2 separate regions of the Zea mays genome follow, and region 2 is linked to region 1. The links are chromatin contacts, called in public Hi-C maps. All regions are on one chromosome and are shown on one strand. Each heading gives the region's core, a stretch centred on a gene start, on an enhancer-like site or on the middle of the called end of the contact. The rest is flanking DNA. Distances are from core to core; before and after follow the strand shown.

Region 1 (7,307 bases), core at 2,093-4,592:
AAAAAAGGGCACCGCATGCAGATCTTGGGAGTCTATTCTACAAGCAAAAGACCTATGTACAGACTAGAGAGCAGCAGCGTCTAAACTAGACCTAACCGCAAGCAAATGCGACTCGAAGACGGAAGCCAGGGCAGGCAGTATTCACAGCGAAGGACGGGGATCGGACCATGTCCATGTCCATGGCTTGGGCTTGCGTCGGGTTCGCCATGGATCACGTCGACTTGAGCCTGTCCAGTCTGAACTTGGCCTGCGAAAACGCGGCGTCAGAGTCAGAGATATGGTGATAGTGATACTCGTAGCACGGCATGCAGTCTGAACATTTTCAAGCTTGTGAGATGGAATCAGAAGCAGAACTAGTCATATAGCGCTCACCATCATGGAGTGGATGTCATCAAGGAAGGGCCGAAGCAACAGCGCGAGCCGCCCGATCTCGTCTTCAAGTGCAGAGCAGTCCTGGCCCGTCCCCAGCAGCATGCCGGTGAAGACCTTCCTCTCGGGGATGAGCTTCCACGCTATCTGCAAAACGTTATAAGCCGCCCGCCCGGCCCGGATCAAAAATCAATCGATCGATCGATCGGTCAAAGTTAGTTAGCGGAGACCATTCAGAACTAGCATAGCACAGCACAGCACAGCACCCGCGCGGCCACAAAAAAGGATTCGCGGTGGCGTGGTCGCCCCAACCTTGCACGCCGCCGAGGAGATCCAGCCGTGCCACGGCTTCAGGGTGGCCTCGTACGCGGCCTCCACGAGCTGCGCGAGGCTCTGCTGCTGCTGCTGCGTAGAGTCCTCCTCCAGCCTCTGTAACAGCGCAGCTGTGAAATCCATGGATCTGGCCCAAGTTTAGAAGACGGGACGCGTTACAAGTGGGGGACGACGACGAAGAGGCCGTATGCATGCATGTATGTATGTATTTAAACAAAGTAGCTTGTTTTACCTAGCAAGCCACAGGATCGCCCTTGCGCAGCTGTCGACCTTCCTCGCTGTGCCCTCCTTCACTTCCTTCTCCACTATCCCCGTCAGGGTCGAGTACGTGGCTGGGTCCAGCAGGTACAGCTCCTGCAGCCTCTGCAGCAACAGGCATCCACTGTTCAACTACCCGGTTTACAACTAAAAACGGATTAAGAACACCGGATCTACTTTACTACTTCGTCGTGGTAACCAATAATACGAGTTTTCCATGGACGAGCCTGCCCCCAGCATATATAGCTCTCACCTTTTCTTTTTTCTTCCATGCCAATCAAAGACAAGCCCCACTTGGCATGCAAATCTCCATCAGTACAGCCCCTTGCCCACACACAAACTCTACCAGTCTAGGAGTAACGGAAGATTTTCTTACCTCTACGCCACACTCTCGCCCTTATCTTCGTTCATCTCTTTTCTTTGGGAGATTGAGAGAGGGAAAAAAAAAGACGACAAAAGCATCGGCCTCTCGTAAAGACAGAGACAGAGAGACATCATCGCGAAAGGGACGGGACACGAACTGCCGGCCAAAAAATGGCCCGGGCCGGGGCCGGGGCCGGCCAGTGGGCGGATGTGACCCGGGGGGGCAGTTGGAGAAAGGCCTGTGCGCGCCACACGTAACGGGCCCATCCGTGGCGCGTCGCCCTCCGCCTCGCCCCCGGCCTGGCGGCGTCCTCCAGCCAGCGAAAGCAAAGCAAAGCGAAAAAAAAAAACAATAAAAGATAACGCGACGAAGAAGGCCCGGCCCGGTCCGGTCCACGTCCTATCGCCTTTGTTTGTCTGACGACGCCCCTTTGTCCCTTGAAAGCCATCGTTGTCCGCGAGTCCAAGAGTGATTTGTGCAGCTGCACCACTTAACTTTACTCTGAGATGGCAGCGCTGATTTCTTCTACTGGTTCATTGAGTTCCCAAATGTTTAGTATATACCGGAACTTCACGTGAAAGCAGCTCAGCTCAGTAGCTAGGAACTCGAAATATGCGTGCGCACGTCCCAATCATCCATTTAAAAAAACACAATCATGCATTTATTTTAAGTACACGGTGGCAGTGGGACTAAAATAAGCAGACATGACATAATCACATAACCCGATATATAGAGCCAGCCAAACGGACTGGGTCCTGTACTCCTGTTTGGTGCGCAGCCGTGTGGTCGGCACGGGACAGGGGCAAGCGGACGCGGAGTGACGTACGTACCCCCTCCCCCTGGCCCTGGCTGCATGCATGGACCACACACCGTCCGAACAGTTTCGAGACGCGAATTCATGTTGCGATTGGATGCAACTTGCTTTCTGTATTCTTGTCTTCTTTCTTGGTGTGTGATGCTGCGGCTATCTAGCTCGTCTGACAGAGAACGAACGGGTGAGGGTAGCTTATAACTCTACACCATGCTCGAGACTTTATTTGCAATTATTATACGGTAAGTATGTACTACAAGCGTTAATCTAATTGTACCTGTACTAGCAGCCATGAAGAGTTGTCTGTTACTCTCAATCTTTGAGATAGACGAGAGTGAGAGAGAGAGAGAGAGAGGAGGAGGAGGTCTTGTTTACTCACCTCGATGTTCCGTTGGACGTCGAGCCTCAGCACGGCCATGGTCGGCCCGATCTTATCTGCACACACACACAACACGCAACGCCATGGGCAAATCGCCATTGAGGATTCAGCAGTGACTCAGTGAGGGGGTGGAAACGCAAGTAGAGATGAGCATGCAGCTTGGAGGCGGGCAAGGTCAAGAACATGAGATACATACATGCATGGTATGGCATGGCAACTGATGGTTGCTACTCACCGAGCACTCGAACGAGGAGGTGCGACAGCGCCAGGAAGCGGAGCGTGGGCAGGGACGACGCGGCCGCCTTGCCATCGCCGTCGACGCGCTTGAGATGGGCCGCCGGGGACAGCTCCTCGATGGCGAGCCGTATCTCGGACCACTCCACGGCTTCGTCGTCTCGATCCTCCTCCTCCCGCTCGTCTCCTTCTTTCTCGACCCTCTCGCCCTCCGCTGCTCCTTCCTGCTGCTGCTGCTGCCCTGGCCCGCTGGCCAGGGCCCTGGCTTCTCCCTCGCCCCTTTCCCTCTCCACCATGGACGCCGGTTGCTTTGTTGCAGTTGCAGCTCTCACTGCCAAGGCATTCCAAGCTTATCCTCCCTGCTCTTTGCTGAGAACCTGAGACACACACACATACACAGAGAGAGAGAGAGAGAAAGGGAGAGCGCAAGTCAAATGTCTGTGTTTTGCGAATGAAGACCTGACCCTCCAATCGGTAGCAGCCCTTGAGACCATAATATATACTATATCCTACTAATAATATCCAGGCAGGTATCAGTGTCAGTACGGGAAGCCCTGTAGAAACAGGCACGCTATTACTACTTTACTAGGAGCTCAAACCGCTCTCGTTGGCTTTTCAAAATATAGGGTTGGCATCGTTACGTTACGTCTGCAGAGCCCAAACCGCGGCTTTGGCAATGCAAGCAGAGAAAGAAACAGCTTTATTAATCGCGACGATAAGGCAAGGCAGACCTCAGCAGCTAGCTGCTTACACCCGTGATGTCGATGCCTCAGCGCATCAAATCACATACATTAATGAACCCCCAAAAAAACAATTGGAGGCAAAATAACGCAAACCTATCGAACTTGGAAAAGAGATAAATCTTAAAACAAAAGCGGTGGCTGCGAGTTCACCGGTCAGGCCGTCACGTTACTGTTACTTACTTAAGCAGTGACGTATAAGTCGTAGCCCATGTCATTTCCCTGCTCTACGAGGCGGCGTCGACGCCGGATCAGTGACACTGCAGATGAATCTGGCTTTTTCTCCCGCTCTCGCGTCAGTGGCGTCACCTCTTTTTTTTTTATCCAAAGCGGCGTCGACAGCTAGAACGGCCTTGGACCGTGCTTGCTTTCTCCTGTCCTGTGACGCCACCTTCCGCTTGTAATGTACACCTACTGTTCGTAGAGGGGGTCAGAAAAAGCAGCCAGCGGCACACCAAGGGGGTGTTTGGTTTCTAGTGACTAATATTTAGTCCCTACATTTTATTCTATTTAAGTCACAAAATTGTCAAATATAGAAACTAAAACTTTATTTTAGTTTCTATATTTGACAATTTATACACTAAAATAGAATAAAATGATGGGACTAAACATTAGTCCCTAGAAACCAAACACCCACCAAATCTACTGCAGCTGTTGGTAACCACTTGTACGACGAAAAGTAGCTGCAGCAAAAAGGAAGCGAAGCTCAATCACAGAGAAGCGGCATGATTGAAGTCCAGCAGCTGCAAACGAAGCTCAGTCAGAGAAGCGGCAGTTATTACAAGTGCAAGCATAGCATTTCCCAGAATAGCATTGCCCCGATCGGCAGGGATTAGGTGGCGACCCTTCAGGCAGGCTACCCATAAAACCGTTGCAATGTCTGAATCTGTGTCCCCAGAGCTCATGCTTAAAATCGCTTACCCGTACTCCTGTAGAATTTGTGTCCGCATCCGAACAGCAGCTCTGCCTCACGCTTTGCATAGGAGCCCATCAACCAACCAGCCTTTCAGATACCTTGCCGTTTCAATCAACTCGGTAGCTGGTACTGTATATGATAGTTTAGTAACACAAAGCACATCAGAATGTTCTCTGGCGGTGCCTGTTTGAAACAGCGGCAGGCCTGCCGTGGCGAAACATTTGCTCAATAACTTATACAAACAATAAAGTGTGATGCTAAGGGGAAGGCAATAGCGTAGACATCAAATTAGCTAGAGTCAAAAAATATCTTTTATGACAACAAATACAAAACCACACACAGCCCCTATAGTGAAGGGGGCACTGCTCAAGCATTGAGTAAAGCAAGTTCAAGCAACCATCTGAATATCCCAGGATATTAGAATCTTTTATTCGATGCATACATAGCGCCTTCTATGGCTTCCTTGCTCTATGGCACCTTAGCGACGCAACAGCCAGCGCAGCAGCTCTTTGGTGGCAGAAGCAGAATGGGTGGTGGTGGCGCAGCAGCGGCGGCGGCGGCGGCGGCAGCAGCAGCAGCACAGCAGTAGCGGCGGCGGTGGGCAGAGCACTCAAGCTGAGGAAACAAGCAGTACCCATATGTTAAAGACAGCTAACAGCATTGTTAATAAGACTGAAAACTAAATATGGGGACTTGCCTGCAGTTTCTGGTTCAGTAAAGGGAAAAAAATAAAAAGCAGATTCTACATTTTAGCACTGATGATTTCTCAATGGAAAAAACATATAGCAACAGCTACTGTTAGTCTTACATCTTATAAGACCCAGCATTAGGTATGACACATGTCAGATAACCCGGTTAGCAAAATAATAGTAGTCACTTGAAAGATACTCTCATTAGTTTATCAACTAACTTCAGAAAATTAGTTCGTGGGAGAGAAATACGCAGGAGCATATCAGACCATATAAATTTTAATATTTTATCAATAGCCCACCATAAACTAGTAATAAATTCTAAAAGTGGAGTCATACAATAGGCCATGCAAAAGGGCCTCTAGCTGAATTGATTAGGTGGTTTGAGTAGCACTCCTAAGATCCTGGGTTTGACCTCATGAGAGCGAATTTCAGGCTGAGGCCAAAGCACATGTCTAAGGTTCGGTCCTAGTCACGGTTATTCTCACATGTGCTATGGTGTCATTGTATGTGGGTGGAACAAGGGTTTGGAGGTTTTCTCGACCTACGTGAGAAGGTCTTCTTAATGTAATGCACAGCCCGTGGGGGCGATCTTACCCCCCGCAGGTCGGGTTTTTTTCATATAAGAGGTCATTTGCCATTGTTGTGGGCTTGTGGTTCATAAATCTAAGATCAAACTTAGCAGAAGAGCTTTCCCAGAAGGAACAGAATTGATGTGGAGTAAAAGATAATGAAGCTGGTCAAACAGTGGATCACTTCAACAAGTGCATGCTATCTTAGCCAATTGGAAATCTTAGAGAACCAACATGATCATTCGCATGCCTGTTCAGATCAGATAAAAGTTGCATTTCATTGAAAATACCTTAATTTACCCAAATGACAAAAATTACCAAAATTAAAATCTATTTTGCTCTAGCTGGTTTGAATGGACAAAAGATCCACAAGTTGACGTTGAAGTTAACTCTATAACTATGTGTTCTTAGGGGAGCGTTCTTTCATCTATATGTATTTGGCAGCCATTTGTATTATGAAGAGGAAAACAAGGTACAATTTACTTTACTTTAGCTAACAGAAAACTTCAACTTGTATATGGATGCAAAAAGCGACAGGCAGGTCGATTGCATTCTCCTCGTTTAAAATCACGGCATACTTCAACATTGGCGCTCGCAGCCTGGTCAAAGAGATGCAGACAATAAAAACTTGCAAATTAGTAGCTTGCAAACTAGCCGAAAAAGGCCAAAGAAAAGGCACAAATACAAACCGCTGTATGTGTCCCAGGGTGTAAAAACCGGCAGGATTCTCTATTGCACATGTTCTTCAAGAAGTCCCTACAAACTTCAACCCTGTTCTTATTATCTGTGTTTTTGCAAAGGAGTATGTTTTTCAGGGTACTTAATTAAATGTCAAAAACAACAATAACTGTACAAGGGGGAAGAACTGATCATTGACCATATGTACCAGCAAATGGTGAAGGCGGAGGCCCCATCATTGGTACTCCAAGAGGTGGTGGTGGTGGTGGTGGCATGTAAAGCTTCGTAATAATGCATATAAAGAGATACAAAGTATGTTACTCATTTCATCTTACATTTAGATTATAATACATAATGCAAAGATGAACACTCAACTAAAAATACAGGCAAAAAAGGGTAAGCTTCTCAGTTCTCCAAATAACACTATCATTAAAATATGAAGAATAGATAAAAAAACTCTTCCCATAAAAAGTAACAGTGTAACATCTGGGGATGTATTCAGCAGAAGTACATACCATCTCAGGGTATGGCATAGGAACATGGCTCATTGGTGGCACCGGATGTGCTACTACATGAGAGTACCTACATGCTATGCGATTGCATTGTCCACGCAAAAAATCTTGGCAAACCTTTCAAAGAAACAAAGTAGAAAAAACTAAATCAGCCAAAATACTTTTCAAGAGTTAGGAAGCGCCAAATGGGGGAATCAGTTAGAAATAGACAATGTTCTTGCTCTAAGTACACTGCATATGGAAAAGGGCAGAAAAACTGTTCTCATTTGTATTCTGATATGTAATTTATAGTAATAATAACACACAAATTTCAATGAGGTAGTCTTACAATTGCAGCATCTTCAACAGATGAATGGTGCAAGAATCGGCACTCATTTGCTGACCTTGAACACTTCCCACGTGTAAAATCTCTGCAGATCTGCTGAATTTCATAAAAAAATTGCTAAGCTGGC
Region 2 (6,554 bases), core at 1,619-4,118, 270 kb after region 1:
ATTTCCCCCAAAAGGTTCTGAGAGCGATTTATGAAAAGGAGAATCAAGAGCGCAATATCTCCATGACAAGGTATCCAGAGATGTTCCGTCAGCAACTTGTTCGTATAGTTACCGGATGTTCAGTACAGCCAAATGGAGCTCTTGAGGAAGCTGTAACAGGAAGTTCTGTATATTCCTAGGGTTTAAGGTTTGTTGTCGCTCTTGCTATATAGACATGTAGTTATACGTACATATACGTCCCGATGTAAACTCATGGTTAGATCACATTTTGTCATCGAAATGCAATATACACGGTGCCTGGTTCAAAAGGCTTGAGAGGACTGAAAAAGGACCGAGGTATATAATTATGTATGCACACATATAAACTCAAAAAATACTTACGACTTTGTCTATTCAGAAGGTTTAAGAGGACCAAATTTGGCCAAATTTGTGTATTGAAAGAAATGTTTTTTTAAAACGGATCCGAATTAAATTAATCAGCACGGTTAAATTTATCTATTCAGAAGAGGTTTTAAGACAGAACAAGATTAGAATATTGTTTATTCGAAAGGTTTAAAGGGTGAACAAATTTGTGTATTCAGAAAAGGTTTTAAACAGGGCCAAATTAAATAAATCAGCAGGATTAAATTTATCTTCTCAGAAAAGGTTTAAAAAAAAGAAAAACTTTTAAATAAATATTGCGGTGAACGTGGATCGAACACGTGACCTTCAGATCTTCAGTCTGACGCTCTCCCAACTGAGCTATCCCCGCTTGATGTTTTAGATTGATATGTAATTTATATATGTTGTATATAATAACATTCAGTGTCAACTAAACTGGCTAAACTCTTTCAGATCGCCTGATTCTGCGTTACTTGGAGGCATGAAATAACCATAGCTACGGCTCATCAGTCATCACACCTGGTTGCGAGCAGCTTCCAAGAAACTACGCATGAAATTAATTAGCGGACGTTTTTGAAGCACAAACTTACAGCTTGAAGCCAAGAACATCCAGCATTGACACCTAAACTAAGCGCTTGTTTCACATGGACTTGAACATTTTGAGCAGCGACCTCGCCCTGGTCTTGGCCCTGGTTCCGCACTGGCTCTGCAGCAGCAGCAGCACCTGCGTCACCAGCCCCGCGGCGGCAGCCTCGGTCCGTGCCGCCCTGGACTCCCTGCACACGGCCAGCAGCGCGGCCACCGCGTGCTCGCTTCCCTCGTTACTCGACGACATCATGAACACGTGCCTCACCAGCGACCGCACCGCGCCGGGATCGCGCGCCACGGCCCGGCGCCCTGCCTCGGACGCGGCGAGCGCCTCCAGCGCCGCGAGCGCGCTCCACGCCGCGGCGCCACGGCCCTTGCCCGCCGACGCCCACGCCAGGCAGCCGAGGAGCGCGGGGACGGCGCCGTGGTGGACGGCGCTGCCGCGCGCGGGCTCGGCCGCGCAGCAGATCGCGGCCACCGCGCGCACCGCGGCGACCGAGACGCGCTCGTCGTCGTGCCGAAGCAGCGGCAGAAGCGCCTGCCACACCCGCGGCGACGCGGCGGCGGCGAGCGCCAGGTCCCGCGTCGCGGCGGCCGTGGCGATCGTCTCCAGGAGGCGGCACAGGCCCGCCTTGGCCGCGGCGGGGCCGCGCGCGAGGAGCCCGACGAAGGACGTGAGGCTGGCCTCCGTCTTGAGCATGTTGAGGCAGCCGTGCTGCGGCGAGGCCGGGCTCGACGGCAGGAGGGTGAGCGCGCACTGCAGCGCAAGCCCCTCCTGCTCGGACAGGTCCCGCGTCGTGGGCGCGTGGAAGACGAGCTGCAGCAGCACGGGGAGGAAGCCCAGCTGGAGCATGCACGCGCGGCCGACGTCCGACTCGGAGGCCAGCGCGACGCCCTTCTTGAGCGCGGCCACCTTGGCGCCGCTGCCGGCGCCGGACTGGAGGCAGCGCTTGAGCGCCGCGAGCGACGGCTCCTCCGCGTTGTCGTCGCTGGTGGCGGCGGCGGCGGCGGGCGTCGTCGCGTCGGAGATCTGGTGGTCGGCGGACAGCCAGCGCTCGATGAGGTGGCGCAGGGTGCGGTTGGGCACGAGCGCGGCGTCGCCGAGCGGCTGCATTGTGACCGGGCACGTGCGGTGGCCGGCGGCGAGCCAGCGCTCGATGCAGGGGCGGTCGTACGTCTGCCCCGTGCACAGCGTCACCGGGTCCGTGAAGATGTCCAGGCTGATGGGGCACCGGAACAGGTGCGGGATGCTCATCTTGCGCGCGCGCACCACCAGTCGTCCACCACCACGGACCGGATCAACGAGATGCAATAATAAAGAAACGCCCAGCAGGTATCATGCTTCTCGCTGCCGCGATCTAAGATGGCAAGATCCAGATCAAGAGCCAGCACCGACACCAGCTGCTGCCTGCTGAGCAACTCACAAACAGGGCGGCGAGAATGCAGCGCGCGGTACCAGAAAATCTCTCTCGATATTGCCTCGAGCACTCACTCCCATTCCCATGCATGATGCATCATCCCCATCAAGGACCGATGATCCATGGCGACGCGACGGCGACGTAACAGGTGACGGAGGTGACTGCAGCAGAGTTACTGCGCGCGCTGTGGTCAGCCGCTGTGGCTGTAACGAGTACTAGTAGTTGAAGTTGCTGCAGGTGAGGTGATGGCCATAAAGCCGGCCGAAACAGCAGGAGCTGCCGCGATGTACTAGTAGTTGAAGTTGCTGCACACGAGATGGACTAGGCACGCAGGCAGGCTACTGTGCTGGCTGGATGTGTATGGGCTCTCCTCGATCGAAGAAGAGAGAGAGAGAGAGAGAATGGAGTGGCGAGATGGAATGGAACGAGGCGAGGGAGGGGCAAGTGAGAAGAGGGGCCAGAGGGGGCGTGTGCTTTGCTTCACGCTCCATGCGTCGAGCCGCATCGTGGTTGCAGGAAGAAGATAAAGGCAAAGGTGGAGCGAGCCCGAGCGGGCGGTCCTGGAAAGGGAAAGGTCTAGTGATTGGACGACCGGAGCAGAGGCCAGAGGGAGTGCGGGGAAAAAGTTGGCGGCCTGAAAGCGTGGGGACAGTCAGAGTTGGGGGATCGGTTTGGAACGCAATTCGCAACTGCTGCTTGCTTGCATGATGCATTGACAGGAGAGAGGCAGGCTGCCTGCTCTTCCTAAACGCGATTTGCAATGCTCCTCCCCCTTCTCCCACAGAGCAGCAGGTTTGCAAAAAAAAAAAATATATATTGTAAGGACCCGAATTATGAGCTGCCAACTCGCCGAGTAAAAAAGAGACATGCCTTTGGGCTAGGTGCTGATCGTGATCCGAATATAATTCTATGTGAGTCAGTACGAAAAAGGGAGATGCTTGCTGATGCAGAGAGCGTGATCATGTGGTTGCAGGTAGTGTTTGAGCTGCGTGCATGCATCGACAAGATCATGCATGCATCCAAAAGTCGGGAAAGAAACGTGAACATGTAACTTGTATCGTCTCTTCTTCTCTACGGTGCGCGGATTGTTTGCATGCGAGGTTTTCCATGCAAAAGATGGGCAGCTGATTGATTTGCTCCGCCCGTCTTCAGTTCTGTACTTTTAGGGCATCTGTACTTTAGGGCATGTACAATCATAAGATATATTGTAATTACAATTAGGTGGGCCAAAAAAGTCTGGCTATAATCTATATCAGATCAAATTCCCTCTTTTTTTATTTAAGACATTTAATACAATGAAAAATTAAAGCACGATTCCCCATAGAAATATGTACATAAGGGGGATATGTAGTTTCCCTCTATATAGATTAGGAAAACATTTATTCTTATTCTATTTTATTATGCCATTCAAAATAATAGGGGATAACGATTTAAGAGTCGTTCACTACTGCAATTCAAAAAAATAATTTTATTATATTATAGTTAATTATATTAATATATTATAGTTAATGGTTCTAATTTATTCTGATTTTTGCATCCTACCACTAGAAATCCACTTTTTCTTCTTTTTCAGTCGGTTTTCTAAGTATAAGAGACGACTAAGTGACTATATGATATAATTCTGAGATCCTGAGACATAAATACAGATAAGAGACGTAGTGTATCGAAAGTCGTGAAGATTTGAGCTCTTCGTAAAGAGCTCGTCTCTTGTATCTTTTTACTTAGCCATTAGAGACCCTTCAAAGGACTCCGTATTAAATGGGGTTGTACATGACCTTAGTTTTACATTTAGAAAAAAAAACTGGCGGACTTTAAATACACTTTTTAGGAAAACGTGCCAACCTTCTAGTATAGGTTCTGAGCAAACGCATTGCCAAGGCACATTTCTTCTATGAAGGATTTAATAAAAAAAAACAAATTTGGCATCGGAGATGTTGGGAGAATTTGTTTTTTTTTTTGGGTATGAAGTTGGCCGAAGTTTAAAAAGAAATTTAAGCTCACATGACTGGCATAAGCATAACTGCCTAACTGGAGCTGGCAGATTGCTTTGAGCTTGTACTTCAGATCGACATGATATGCTAAACAGCTTCCAACTCAGGAGTGAGATGGAGCTATGATTTCGCGGCGACGTCGACAAGCGTGGCGCACACACTACTGGCGTCTAGTGATGTAGCTCGCCGTGGACCGGTCTCCGCTCTCATTCGGCACCACCAGCACCACGCCCATGTGTCATCATTATTCCATTTGCTGGGGCAAGATCTAGAGAGAGAGAGAGAGAGAGAGAGAGAGAGAGAGAGAGAGAGAGAGAGAGAGAGAGAGAGAGAGAGAGAGAGAGAGAGAGAGAGAGAGAGAGACGCATGCATGGGCAGAAAGCCACGACCCCGACTGAAAAAAAAAACCGAGTGCGTTGGAAGGCTTATGATGAACACGCACACGCGAGCAATTCATGGCACCCTGGTTGGCCCACCTGTCAGCCAGCCAGTGCTGCCACGGTAGACCGAAACCGGGGGAAGGGGGAATCCTCGTGACCCGTAATCCCCCAACATCTTCGTCGCTACGTTACAAATCGGTATGATCTGTACAGTTGAAAACTGGGTGGATAGGGCAGCTCAGCTGTAGCTGTAGCTGTGCGGCAGCGACTGCGCCGGTTAATCGCCGTCTCGAGCCGCCCACTGAGGATAAACAATGGGATCGTGTATAGTAGGCGCTAATATAATGGGCAGATGAGCGCGGCTATACTAGGGCAGTGCCAAAAGTCTCTTGTTGATACTGCGTTTTTTTTTGGGTGAGGTGCTGTAGCCAGCGGAGGCAGCAGGCAGCATTACCCAAATTAAGGGACTGCGCTTAAAATAGCAACAGGATTCACACGCTGATCAGAGCACGGCATATGATCGTGTGCTTTGTGCAAAAGAAATGAGCAAAAGGTTGTTCGCGACCCCGGTGATATATATAGAATGTTTTCCGACAGGACACACCTCCAGATATACACTACTACAGCATACCTCTGCACAGGCGGTCCGGTTAACCTCTACACAGGCGGTTCCAGGAACCGCTTGTGGTGCACCGCCTGTGATGTAAAACAACATCACAGGCGGTCAATCAAAAACCGCCTGTGAAAAACACAGATTACAGGCGGTCCAGTTCAAAGGAACCGCCTGTGATAGACACACATCACAGGCGGTTTCTTATCCTAGCCGCCTGTGATAGACACACATCACAGGCGGTTTTTTATATAAGTCCGACTGCATACAATATAAATCACAGACGGTTTTCATTACACAGATTCATATATACAGAATTTTCAAACACAAAATATACACAGATTTCATACACAGATTCACACAGATTGCTTACACAGATTTCATACACATATTACAAGTTCCATAACAGGTATAATACACAGATTCATCCACATATCAAGTTCCATCGTCATACACAGATTTATACACATATCAAGTTCCATATACAACTAAACATCTCAAAGTTCCATAGACAACTAAACATCTAAAGTTCCTAACTAAAGACCTAAACACTGTGTGATATTGTGTACAAACTTAGTTCTGGGAATTTTTGCAAATTTCCATTTGTATTGTAGAATAGCCCTTGTTGATGAAGAACTTCACGGCGCATAAAGTAAAGCAAGTCTCTTACAACTTTAGCAACGCCGACGGAAACCATATCTCTTTCTAACCATTCAGCATTGATCTTGGATTTAGGAACCTGCAATAAAAGCAAAAAACAAGCGGTGCTAAGAGTAATGTGATGAGAAACATTAATATAACATAAAAATTGCAACATAGACAATGATAGCGAACTTACATCCTCACGATTGACCATGTAATGGAAGGTGACACGACACCATTCGCATACATAATAACCGCACAGGACAGTACCCGGAGGTTGTTTGTCACCATATGGAAATAATGATATTGACAAATTAGGCTTGTCCTCTGGATGTTCGCCGCCAAGATCTTTCCAATAAAAACGGTATGCACTACATATAAGAATAGCATTGTGAGATTAAGAATACATTTGTTAAGTTGTAATAAGTACAAGTGTGCAATAATAATCATACTTCTCTAAAATCTTCAAGAAGTCATTATATGTAGCCTTTTCCATTCTTAGTGAGTCGAAGACCACGACTTTACCATCCTTTGGAAAGATCAT

Evidence for each region. A called contact is a pair of places that touch in the nucleus more often than the background predicts.
Region 2: a contact with region 1 is called in a Hi-C map of endosperm, with 2.1 times the contacts expected there. The contact joins the promoter of LOC107305677 here to the promoter of LOC100276602 in region 1. A contact is called at or near these places in 2 of 25 Hi-C or Micro-C datasets (endosperm and tassel).

The regions. Positions count from the first base shown.
Region 1 is chr2:50,386,537-50,393,843 of Zm-B73-REFERENCE-NAM-5.0, forward strand. It overlaps LOC100276602, which reads right to left and starts at 3,343. Exons shown (of 3, transcript NM_001150351.2): 1 at 2,750-3,343; 2 at 2,515-2,570; 3 at 924-1,065. The coding sequence starts at 3,044. The coding sequence ends at 931. It overlaps LOC100382535, which reads right to left. Exons shown (of 8, transcript NM_001357852.1): 4 at 7,184-7,276; 5 at 6,859-6,972; 6 at 6,552-6,624; 7 at 6,355-6,449; 8 at 5,219-6,264. The coding sequence ends at 6,172.
Region 2 is chr2:50,661,465-50,668,018 of Zm-B73-REFERENCE-NAM-5.0, forward strand. It overlaps LOC107305677, which reads right to left and starts at 2,869. Exons shown (of 1, transcript NM_001320797.1): 1 at 974-2,869. The coding sequence starts at 2,224. The coding sequence ends at 1,022. TRNAF-GAA (transfer RNA phenylalanine (anticodon GAA)) reads right to left here and starts at 751; the gene lies at 679-751. It also overlaps the pseudogene LOC103648629.